2 separate regions of the Xenopus tropicalis genome follow, and region 1 is linked to region 2. Evidence: chromatin contacts called from public Hi-C data. All regions are on one chromosome and are shown on one strand. Each heading gives the region's core, a stretch centred on a gene start, on an enhancer-like site or on the middle of the called end of the contact. The rest is flanking DNA. Distances are from core to core; before and after follow the strand shown.

Region 1 (5,756 bases), core at 161-2,660, 140 kb after region 2:
AATAAGTCAGGCAACTTAAAATATCTTATTTATGTGCCAAGTTAAGAACTGTATTTTATTTGTTGTATTTCATTGATGTCTAAAGGATTAAAAGACTCTTTATTAAGAAAACGTACGTTTACTGATTCTTCCCCTGGCAATCTTCTGGATAAGTATAAAATGAATTACTAGTAATTTTACAGGGTTTCTGCTCTACATACAAGTTTATCACACCTTAAAGGATCAGTACCATATACCAGTACCATAGTACCATATACAACAAAAATATTTCTTTTACATTTAAAGGAGACATATCCTATAAAAATGATGAATGTACCAGTGAATTATACTCCTCTAGATATAGAAGGAATGTGCTTAAAAAAGTTGTGTTTCAGACTGATTTATTTAAAAATCCACCAAAACCCCACTAGCCCCGCCCATCCGTTCCACTTCCTGCTGGCTGAATTCTCTGGATGAGCTGGGGAGCCGGCGGCCCTCCGTACCCTGCACTGTAGGACAGGAACCAATCAGCAGCTAGGCTGACCTGATAGGGAACTGAAGCCTGTCTTTGCTTGTGTGAGTGCAGGGCTGTGATTGGCTCTCCCCCTCTTACTGTGCTTCCGGCAGGGACTGTTAGGCCACGCCCACTCTTTATTTCAAACTCGGACAGAGAAGTGATAGGATCTATAGGGAGCTCCAATAAAGGGGCCATTGTTACAGATAGGGTTAATGTTTAGCCCAAAGGGAAACCAGCACCGGATATTATTCATAATTGCCTACAAAATTAGGGTTTTCCCATTTACCCTATATGTCTCCTTTAAGGTTCTGTATCTGTTGTTCCAGGGCCAACATTTACATTTATTTATTTGCAACAAATGTCCTATTTTCTATGAGTAAGGTTTCCAGGCTGCTGTCAAGTAGACAGACCCACCAATGGCATCTGATTATCCCATTAAAGTCACAGACACAGCTTACCTGCTATAAAAACCTGCTTTTTGCCCTATTCAGCTCTAATGCCTGCCCCCTTGGATACAAAGCAGTTTGTTTATATAACTGTATCAGTTATATATATATATGAAGCACATATGCAAGCTTTACCAGTGCAGGGTAATAGTACATTATATTTTATATATTTATAAAACCACTTTAAACCCTGAGTTCCCACTAGCCCCTCCTCCCACATGCGTCGCCTTAAATGACCTCACCTTTCCCGCTTTTTTCTCAGTGCGCAGCTGTCACTGAACTTTCCCGAGTTTTACTTCAAAGGTCTTCACCTTTCCTGCGGCCGCATCCAAATAGTCGCACACTTAGGGGGGGCGCTACTTTCTAATGGCAGCCCAGCAAAATGGGAATCTACTAGTGTCAATCACCACACCAGCACGAAAGTTATTTCCCGTTTGTAATCTGTAAGGAAACCAGTCAACGCTGCGTCCTCTCCGCGCCGAAATTCGTAATTCCTATTAACGCAGTTATTGGTCTGACCCTTGCCTTTAGCGCCACCTAATGGCATTGGTTCATATTTTGCTACCAGCCGGTGCTTCAATTTTTCAGATCCGTGATTGTTAAAACAATTTTATCTTACATTCCCTGATTGCTGTTCTTCCGGAACAGACATATGTGCTCGAACTTATATATGGAGCAAATGACTATATACCGCCGGCGCCTAGGGCAAAACTAGGGTCCCTATCTTATGTGTTTCTGGAAGCGGAACTTTAACTCCTCAGTCGTGTTTGTGGTCGGGTCCTATTAGCGAGACGCAGCTTCCAGTTAGTGTTCCGGAAGCCTGTAAGACCATGTGTTAGACGGAATGTTTATGTGCAGGTTAGTGGAGTTCGGGGAAAACGTGTTCTGGTGCTGTGTGTAGGGGGGCGACGGCAGTTGTAGTTCAGCATCGATAGAGCGACCTGTAAAGATAGCTGTCATTAAAAAAAGAACTTGCCGAGTAGGTGCCAGTGTTAGTCTCCAACATTCATCTTTTAAGAAGGTTCTCATTAAAGCTGCATTTGGCATGTTGTGCTAAATTCTCTGCAGCAATGAATCAGCTTCATTTCGTGACATGCTGTTGTTACTGGGAATACTTCTGATATCAATAGTTCCCCTATGGGATCTTTTCTCTGGGATGCTTGGGATCTATTTTGTGAAATGCTTGGGATCTATTTTGTGAAATGCTTGGGATCTGGGGTTTCCAATCTTCTGTGATTTGGAAACCCATTGCTTATAATTATTGAACACTAAAAAGTAGAATATGGGTTTGAGCAATTTAGTTCCCTTTAACCACAAGGTACTGTCACATTACTGCAGAGAAAATTGGTCAAAAAATATGATTGTTTGGGAAATGACTCCTGGATTTTTAAAGAGGTAGTTCACCTTTAAATTAACTTTTAGTACTATGCCGACAGGGATGTTCTTAGAAGATTTCCAATTTGTCTTCATTTTATCATGTGTGTTTTTTTTTTTAATTATTAATCTTTTTGTTCAGCAGCTCTCCAGTTTGGAATTTTAGCAATTATCCAGTGGCTAGCGTTCAAATTATCCTAGCACCCAGACAGGCTAATAAATAAAGCTGGGCTTTGTCTGCCCCTTCCAAAGAATCTGTGTGCCCCTTTTTCTTTGGGCTGCTGTTAGAGATACTGGCACTATCCTGTGTAATGTAATTGGGAATATGTTAGTGTTACTAAGAAAGTGGGTGCACTAACTTCTTCTTGTGTGCTAGTAATTCAGTAGAACCTAGAGGGTTTTGCTGGTGTCTGGCTGTCTTAGTTCAGTCCCTTCTATTCGTGAATAACAACACCAGCAACTGCAGTGATATTTAATTCAGCAGCTGAATGACAGGGGGCAGGGTGGCTGTACAGAAGCTTCATCTGTAACCCCATAGCCCAGACATGAAGGATAAATGGAACTATATAAAAGATCATCCCTGGCCTTAATCTGTTTGTAATAACTATATTTATTATTTTGTGTAGAAATACTTGACCCTGCATATATATACAAGTCCTGAATCATGGAAGCATCATTAAAACGACTCTATGTTGGAGGAATTGGGCCCTCTGTTACCGATTCTGAACTCACAGATAGATTTGGAAAATTTGGGAAAGTGAATGATGTGGAAATCATTACCAGGAAAGATGAAAAGGGTAAGACACTAGTTTGTTACAGCATACAATCTTTGTATATATCATGCTCTTAATTAGTCTGCTATCATCCCATACTGCTCAAATACACAGTGACTCCTGGAAACTTTAAAGCCTTTTTTTCTTAGTAATCTGGAGTTTTCTTAAGGTGGCCATAAACAGGCCAATTCTAGCTGGCGATATCGGTCCGATATGGCCACCTTTATAGTGTCAGATCATGACACTATGGTGCCAGTGCAGCTGTCAAAACGCTGTGTTGGGGATTGGGAATGCTGTCCTATTTGTTCAGTTGTGGGATGAAGGGCTCCTCAGAGGTTTCTGATTTGACAGGGGCCTCCTGCATAGCGAATGGTCCCGGAACTGCCAGATCTGCAGAAAACCCTTAGAATACTGCAGGAGCTAGCTAGCAGAGAAAAAAACATATTTTCTAGGATGGACTACCTGGTACCTGGAATCGTTTTTTATTGTAAATATACAGTAAATATAGTAAAATGGAGCAAGTTTTTTGTATGATGATCCATTTATTAAAATTCAGTCTTTATGTAGGATATTTCGAATATTTTTATTAATTTTTTATTATATTCACAATGTACAATTGACATTTAGGGACCCAAATGTATGGACCCACAGTCAAATTTAGGGCAAACGGAATCAGTCACAACAGAAAACAAAAATTACAGCCAGTGGCAAGGGATTTCTTGGCTTTTTACATCGCCACATGAAAAGCACTGACTAATACAGAAACATATTACCACTTGACAGCATTTCATTGGTACCTATGGTTGCCAACTTTTGTGGAAAAAGAAATCCTGTACCTCGCCCTTCTATGCTATTAATGACACAAGTGTCAAATACAGGCATTCTATAAATTTGCAGGCAACTTTTGAAAATACTAGTCCTCCTATATGTCTTCTCTTAATTGCCTTTCAGAATGTTGGCATCAGGCATCATTTTTACTTGGGAGCAGCTGCTGGTTACCACACTACTGATGGCAAACCCATCATCTTCTGTAGCAATAGTAGCTGTAGCTGCTAGATCTGCAGAAAACCCTTAGAATACTGCAGGAGCTATGTAGCAGAGAGAAAACTGGTACCTGCAATCGTTTATTTTTTCTTACACGCCCTTAGTTACCCTTTAGTTAAATTTGGTAACTAAAGTTTAGTAACAATTTGCTATAAATTATAGTATAAAAAATAACCGAAGAACCACCCCTTTATGCTGCTGGCTTGTATTGCTTTCTTTATGTTATGATGCCTTCTGCTTTAAAATTTACTTTATATGTATTTCTGCTTTGTTATTAAATCAAAACTGATTGTTGTGTATCTTCATTTTCAGGAAATCCTGTGAAGGCTTTTGCATACCTTAACATCAGCATTTCAGAGTCAGACCTTAAAAAATGTACGTGCACAACATGTTCCTTTTCCTCATTGGGTTAAATCAGAAATGCCACGCTGACTTGCCTTCATGAGTTGGCTGGTACAATGCTGAGAATCCTGCAAGTTATAGCAGCAGCTTTTGTAACGGTTTTAGACTAAAACCTCTCTGAATAAGACACAGTTCAACTAGGATATGTATGAATAAATTTACGATTTATTACTATTACGATTTATTGATTTAACCCTTCTGAGTGCACTTATCTCAGTAAACCATAATCTTACTATAAGCAAAAGTTTAAACAATTATGTTTTTTTGTTTTTTTTACTTTGTCATTCCCAAAAATATACTATATATGCACATGTTTTTCACACCACTAATGCCCTGTCCATTCCCTCATATTATCCAGCGATTACTTTTGTAATCCACCCGTGTCTTACTAAATATAATTGTCATTAAAAGCAGTATTTCTTAAACCTTTATTCTTCTTTGCACTTAACTTCCTATTCAGACTCTTGAAACCTTGTAGCAGAAGTCAGTTTTCAATGTCTGTTAACCGGCTGGATTCTTTTGCATTGTTTCAGGAGTCAGGCTCCTCAGCACAAAGAATGTAAATATAAAGATAGTTTTCCATAATTAATTTACATATATCTGTATTTAAAGCTAATTTAAATTACATGTTTATGTAAAAATACATTTAAGTCTCCTTTGAGTGCTGTCTGGTTGTCACAATCTGTGGCTGACAATAAATGGGTTTAGCACCCTTTAACAAAATGTATCTCCTAGCTGTATCTTATTACAAGGGCAACAGAGGTCCCCGCAATCAGAAAGCACACTGAATAGTGTTTTACTGTTGTTTTCATTCTGTAGAACTGCAAATTGTAAAAAAGCATATTTGTCCTTGTAAGGTGAACTACTGCTTTGTGCTTCCCTTAGGCATGTCCTTCACCCGTAGATATTTTTTTTTCTCTAATATGACTTTCAGCAATTAAATGTGCTCATATCACGGTTCATGTTTTGACAGCCACTGTTTCTTTCAGGGAGATAATCCATTCCCACCTTTATGTTGATTGCCCACGGAGCAAGTTAGTCCCCCGCAATTTATGTCTGTTACCACAGACGACTAACAGCTCTGAAATGCCTTTCTACCAGCAACAATAGGAGTGGTTGAAAGGCCTACACATCACATCAAGTAGCCTACACATCACATCAAGTTTCCTCCTGCAGGCAACTTGGAGGGCAACTAACTCGCTCCGCGGGCCATCAGCTTTA
Region 2 (6,333 bases), core at 2,393-4,892:
CCCCCCATATGCTATTTTCAGAGGCACACTACTACTGGATGGACCATATGATGAGACATTTTTTGAGAAGTTAAAAGACCTTTCTCTGGAAGATGATGGCAGTATATCATACGCAGCGACCAAGGTATTGCCCACAATGACTGTATTCAATAAAATGCGGCTGGAAAATGACTGTACTGCTGTTTTAACAGAATTCACATTCTCTTCCAAGGGACCAGGTTGTTGTGTGTTGATGTGGGATGGTTTAGCGAGGAATAGACCCTTACTGCAGTTTCAGCTTTATCGGGTAACCATTGTCTGACAGGCTGCTTCAGTACAGCATAGTGAATTCTGCACACATAATTCACATGTTTCACCAGCTCTTTCATTTTTACAGTCTCCTCATAACCTATAGCAGGGATTCCCCAGCCTTTTTTGCTTGTGAGCCAAACTCAGATAGTAAAAAGTGTTGGTGAGCAACACAAGCTTGAAAAAACTTTTCTTTTGGGTGTGCCAAATAAGCGCTGTGATTGGCTATTTGGTAGAGACCCCCCCATGTGGGCTGCCGGCTTGCAGGAGGCTCTGCTTGGGGTAAAACTGTGTCTCTGGGCTTCCAAAATGTGTCTGTGAGCTTGAATTTTAAAAATGGCACCTAATTTGAGGCCACTGGGAGCAAAGGGGGTGGATCCTGAGCCACTGGTTGGGGATTATTGACCTGTAGAGTGTAAGCTTCTTTAATGGGTGCAGCCCGCTAGTTTCCATTGCTCTGTGTAACACTGCTGAATAAAAGACTAAATACAGTGTAGTAATATGGATGTAATTAAGAAAAGTAGCATTTACCATACTGTTAACTGTCCCATTCTAATAAAAAATGCATTGCATTGAATTGCCATAGTAACCAGGCAGTCAGTTGCAGTAAATGTTAGTGCCTTCCCTCCTGACTCGTATTATGGATCTTTGCTTAATGTACTGTTTATCCTGTACACTTGTTATTAGCTGCTCTTAGGCCTAGTGTTTTACATACTCTTCACCCTGCACCTCCCAGTCCGACCTGTCAGCAACTATCCAGTTTGCAATTTTAGCAGCTCTATGGTTGCTGGGGTCCAAATAATCCTAGCAACTGGCAGTGGTTTGAGGAACTGGAAGCAATAGTTTTTAGCTGCTGGGGTTAGTGACCCACATTGAAAAGCCATGATTAAAAGTCTTTTTAACTTGCTAATGAAATTCATGCGCTGGTCTCGTATCATTGTCTCGCTGAACTTCCCCCTCCATTCTACCATTGCAGATCCAGCAGTACAGAGTGGCAATGACGGCTAAAGATTGCTCCATCATGATCGCCCTTTCCCCCACTGTACAGGAAGAATGGTAGGTTCCGTCGCTTTACACTCTATTGAGCCAGTTCTTAATGACATGTCAGTATTATTTGGCCTCGGAGATACCAAGCTCTGCTCAGGCAGCCACGCAGTGTTTTGGCTCCTAATTACTTACATATGTGGCTGCGTACCATGGTGCATCGGCAGATCATTTTTTCTGGCCGACACAACTGTAACAATAGGAAGGTGCCAATGCCATATGGTCTCTCTCTGCTCAGATGGGGGATACCATACAGGATTGGCTAGTATATAGGCTTATTTAATGACATAAATATTGGCTAAAATTTGCAGCCTGTTTGAGTCATTGGTCAGACAATTAGTGCAAAGGAACTCACTCTGCTTCCTTGTATGGAGTGGGCTTGTGAGTGAAGCCACCAAGAGGTCAGTAGTCACTGTGGCCTACAGAATTCAATGGCTGAGTGTGATGGCAATGATCGGGTTGCAGTATGCACTTCACTACTGTTTCCCCATCGCTAGACTGGTATACATGCAGGAGGGCAAGGTGTAACGGAACCCTTTCTTCTGATGCACTTGCTCAGCGTTGGGGGGGACTTTGCAGGAATGTACTGAGTTATGTCTCTCCTTCTTTCAGCTTGGATCCCCGCTCTGTGATTAGGAGCTCCAAATCCAGTTTTATTCATTCTGTGTCCATCCTGGATTTGGACCTCAAGCCGTACGAAAACATTCCGCACCAATACAAAAGGGACAGTAAGATTGTGAATCATTACTTGAAGAGTATAAAGGCCCAAGAGGATTCTATAAACCTGTATAAGAAAAGTGAGGACTGCACCCTTCTGCTACAGAAAGTATAATATTGACTTTGTTTTATCCCTCCCAATTTGGAACTGTGAATATGCTAACCCCTTTGCGGCTGAAGTCATTTCATCAGGCGTCTTCACCCAGATACTTGCAGCGTGATTGGCTTTTGGCCATAAATACATGTCTTGCACTTGCAAAGGGGCCAATATCTGGCATTGCTGCTGCTGTCTGCAATGAGCTTGTATTGTGGACTTAAGTGACGGCCTACAGCTGCCCTACTTGGGCACTTTCATAGAGTACAAAAGGGTTCTATGCATTGAAGGGCAGAGCCCACCAATTAATTTAATTTAAATGTCCTGCCTGTTTGATACAAGATGACTGCTAACTAAATGAAACTTTTTTTTATACAGAATTAAGGCAAACATCTGTCCCTGTGCATTCATGCTGCTGCTCTCCTATTGAGTGCCTCCAGCGCTACAGATCGGAGCCCTACAGTGGCCCGTGCAGTGTTAGTTCTCAGACTCAGAAATAATCTCTCTACTTGCATTGTTTTGCTTCTCTGCAGCTTCCCGGGTAACTGGTTTAGATGCATCCTTAATATTGCAACAAAACTGCTTTACAGCGTTTCATGCATTACACCAAAGCCAGTCGGGTCCCTCACTCGAACCTCTGGCTCTAATGGCACTAATTCTGTGCATGTCATCCCCAGCTACCTTTCATTAACAGTCCAAATACTTGAATATATTCTAAAGCAGTGCTGTCCAACTTCTATGGTACTGAGGGCCAGAGTTTTTCTGGCCTAAGTGCTGGAGAAACGATCACAGGAGCCAGTTTTGACCACTTTCTTTTTTAAACCACACCCATGTTATCACAAGAGCTTTTAAGACCGTATCTACATTAATGGAGGTAGCGTAGCAAAAACCCAAATGGTTTGTGTTCAATGCAGGGGTATCACCCATCACTCCTATGTAAAAGACGTGGATAGTGGACCCCCAGCACAGACAGATCACACCACATAGTGGCACAGTGGTTGTTGCAGCTAAACCTGGGCCAGAGACCCTGGTAATGAGGAGTATGACACCGGAGCCATATGACTGTAGTTACAAGTCTCTAATAAGCCTTCCATTTACTAAGTAAATTGGTTATTCTGGAAATGTCAATAGTGTGAAGGGTGTAACAAGAGGAGGCAATTGATTTTAATCTCGTATAATTGTACAGATCCTGTCCCGTTCCCATAAAAGCAACAGGTGGCCACTGGATTTCAGCCATTTGTGTTAGCAGGCATTCTAATTTGTCCGTTTCTTTTCCCTGTAGCTACAGTTCCCATAAGTAAATAATTACAGTTGTAGGCCTTGTATGAGCTAACCGGACCTAGTAGGGAGGCCCATCAAGGCCTTTACACACCCCCCCCCCCCCCCCCCCCGGCCAGGAGCACAAAACCCATTTGCATGATATATGTTGTAGATCTGTCCTGTGATCGTGTGGGTGTGGCAGATGGACTAGGTTGGCCATGTTTGGGCTTTGGAATTTGCGCTGAGGTGCCAATGGCTGGTATTGTTTCTAACCCTTATTGTGCTAAACAGCAGGGAGGGACAGTCTGCTTCAGATATATGTGGGATCCATTTGCAAACAAGTTTTAACTGATGTTATTAAAGTGCATGTCATTGGGTGTGTATCTTACCCTATTTTTATACATTATTTTTGGAGCACTGGTCATGTGACCTCACTGCCCATTGTCCCATACATGACGAATTCTGATTTTTAGGAGAAAGACTACAAATGAATTGTGATGGTGGAATGGTGCATGAAATCATTCAGCGTATGTGCCTGCAGCATGGGCCTCTCTGTAACAGTAGGTTTTCTATGGTTTATAACTCCCCCAATAGACAAGGGTGCAGACCCTCACACATTGTTACAGTTGAACATTTTACTGTAGGCCAGACACAGTATTGTTAGAAATACTTTCCCTTTATCTGCCAAGTCTCTGGCACCCTATCTGGAATATACTGTTGCACCTACTGGCGACTGACTGCCCCCCAGTACTGAAAGGCACGTTTCCATTACTATGAGAAGCCGTTATTCCCCGGCTCCCATGCTGCTAATAACTTAGCAACGTTTTCCTTCTGGAATTGCCTGAAACATTTTTTTTGTGTCCTTAGATCGTAATTTATTGTTAAGTTTTGCTTGGTTTTATAAATTCAGGGCCATGTATGCTAAATAGGAATCCTGACGCAGGAAATGTTCCCATCTGTGGGATTCCTAGCTATAAATATATATTATTATGAGACAAACTGTATACATATGAATGTGATATGAGTGTTGGTTTGGCTTAAATGGCAGAAAAACCCCTGTATGCAAATATTTTTGGTTGAGTAATTACAGCCCACAGAGCTAATGAGCTGGACTAGCACATACTTTCCCAACAGCACAAATTTATTATGAGGAAACTCAAAATGGGGGCTTTAGTGACTCCGCGGTCACCAAGGAACTGCTATCTGATTGGCTCTGAGGGGTGCAGTGTTACTGCTATCAGTCGATTCTTGCAGTTGGGCATTGCCAAGTGCTGCTCTTATTCCTGGCAATGTGGTGCTCAGCCTATTGGCACAGGCCGGTCTGCGTGCCAGTATGTACTGCTATCAGTCTGATTCTTGCAGTTGGGCGTTGGCGAGTACTGTTTTTACTTCTGGCAATGTGGTGCTCTGGCACAGGCCAGTCTGCATGCCAGTATGTACTGCTGCCATAGGTCAGGTCACTTTCTGGAGAAGTGGGAATTGCTTTGATAAATACTGTTGTGATTCGTTCAGCTGAGCCGCAGGCCACACTGTTTTTATGCTGTAACCGCTGCTAGTTATAAATTATTGTAAAGTGCTGTCTAATTTGCTGGCGCTATATAAATGAATGAGGATGGAGAGGATGAATTTGAAGACCCCAACCCCTCAGAATATTGTTATAAAAGGTGAAGAAGCTGTCATACCAGAGCCTTATACAAAGGAGTCATCTTATTCGTTGCAAAAGTAAAGCCACTGCTGCTCAATGCTGTGTATTTCCCTTACTGTATGTGTAACTGGCAGCCATATTGGGGCTGCTAACACTATGCAAGGGTAGAACCATCCTGGAAGGGGCATGGGGTGGATTCTCTGCCAGCTGAAATACAACAGAATCCACTGCATGTGCCATAGCCCTTATATGGATCTTAATGTAATATATTATCCCTGAGTTATCAGAGAGAAATGTTTAGATCTCTGTTGCACACACAAAGTATAAGGCTTCTGTTGTGATGACTCTCATAATCTTATTTTGTGATTGGCCTCGGCCACTATTTACTTGGCCTCGGCCACTATTTACTTCTAGTCCCAGGGAAGTAGTGGATCCAGTAAATGCTGGAAGTCTTTCCCTGACTTGTGCTTCTCCCATGGTGCCAGTCACACAGGAATTGGGCGATTTGCTCATTTTGCAGAATGGCATCAGGTTGCTGTTGATGTCTGACTCAGTAACACAAGGTGGGAGGGGGAATTTCATGTGAATACAAAATCAGAAGTTTTATTGTAATTGAATTTTTGCCTCTTTGCCCCATACTGGGCCTCTCCCACTGAGCGTTCCAGGGCTGTGCCTTCAGTCTGTCTGCTCCTGGTAGTTTCCTTCAGCTGAAACATGACTGACAGGATGGACTAAAAAAAACCATTGGGTTAGGGGGTGTTCTTGTGAGCAAAGGGCTACTGTGTGGCACCCCTCCTTCTTTAATGATCAGAAATGGAGTAGGACACGTCCTGTCTTGCAGAATTTTGTATTTAATGCTTGTATTTATTTTCCAATGCATAATAAATTATATATAATGTGCCATACATATTGTACATAGCGCATGAGCTGAGGATATTGTTTATAAATGGGAAAACAACAAGATTTTTATTCAATAAAATGACATTCAGACAACATTCCAATTCCTGTTGCATTTATTCTGTGGGGAACCCCCCTGCTGCTCCATCTCACAGCCTGGTAGCCACATTATACACTGGCATCTGTGTCGGACAAGCAGCAGAAGGACTGAATGAGCCGTTCAATAGAGCCATGAATGCCAAAGACCCGCAGGAGGTTTCTGAAGCCCGAGGCAGCCCCTTCCACCACTCCGCTCTTATCGAGGGCCACAGCTGCACAAGAGATTCCAAAGTGTTACATACGGCCCAGAGAACAGGGCCAGTCACACTTGCTGGACAAGCCCCCACTT

Evidence for each region. Hi-C and Micro-C count contacts between places; a contact is called where the count stands out from the background.
Region 1: a contact with region 2 is called in a Hi-C map of gastrula embryo, with 2.2 times the contacts expected there. The contact joins the promoter of cenpp here to the enhancer-like site in region 2. A contact is called at or near these places in 5 of 5 Hi-C or Micro-C datasets (brain, gastrula embryo, liver and 2 more).

Annotation. Positions count from the first base shown.
Region 1 is chr4:124,142,196-124,147,951 of UCB_Xtro_10.0, forward strand. cenpp (centromere protein P) reads right to left here and starts at 1,411. Exons shown (of 9, transcript XM_031901101.1): 1 at 1,185-1,411. It overlaps nol8 (nucleolar protein 8), which reads left to right and starts at 1,709. Exons shown (of 18, transcript NM_001374751.1): 1 at 1,709-1,800; 2 at 2,943-3,113; 3 at 4,446-4,508. The coding sequence starts at 2,981.
Region 2 is chr4:123,998,064-124,004,396 of UCB_Xtro_10.0, forward strand. ippk (inositol-pentakisphosphate 2-kinase) reads left to right here. Exons shown (of 13, transcript NM_001079280.1): 11 at 22-124; 12 at 1,265-1,344; 13 at 1,945-6,043. The coding sequence ends at 2,164. It overlaps cenpp (centromere protein P), which reads right to left. Exons shown (of 9, transcript XM_031901101.1): 9 at 5,882-6,256. The coding sequence ends at 6,114. Among named protein-coding and RNA genes, the nearest start is that of ecm2, 23 kb to the right of the region's middle. Within about 2 kb of position 3,643, at least 2 of the 11 cell types and tissues checked have an H3K27ac peak or open chromatin away from gene starts, as enhancers often do. A contact at or near this core is called in gastrula embryo, where this site is marked.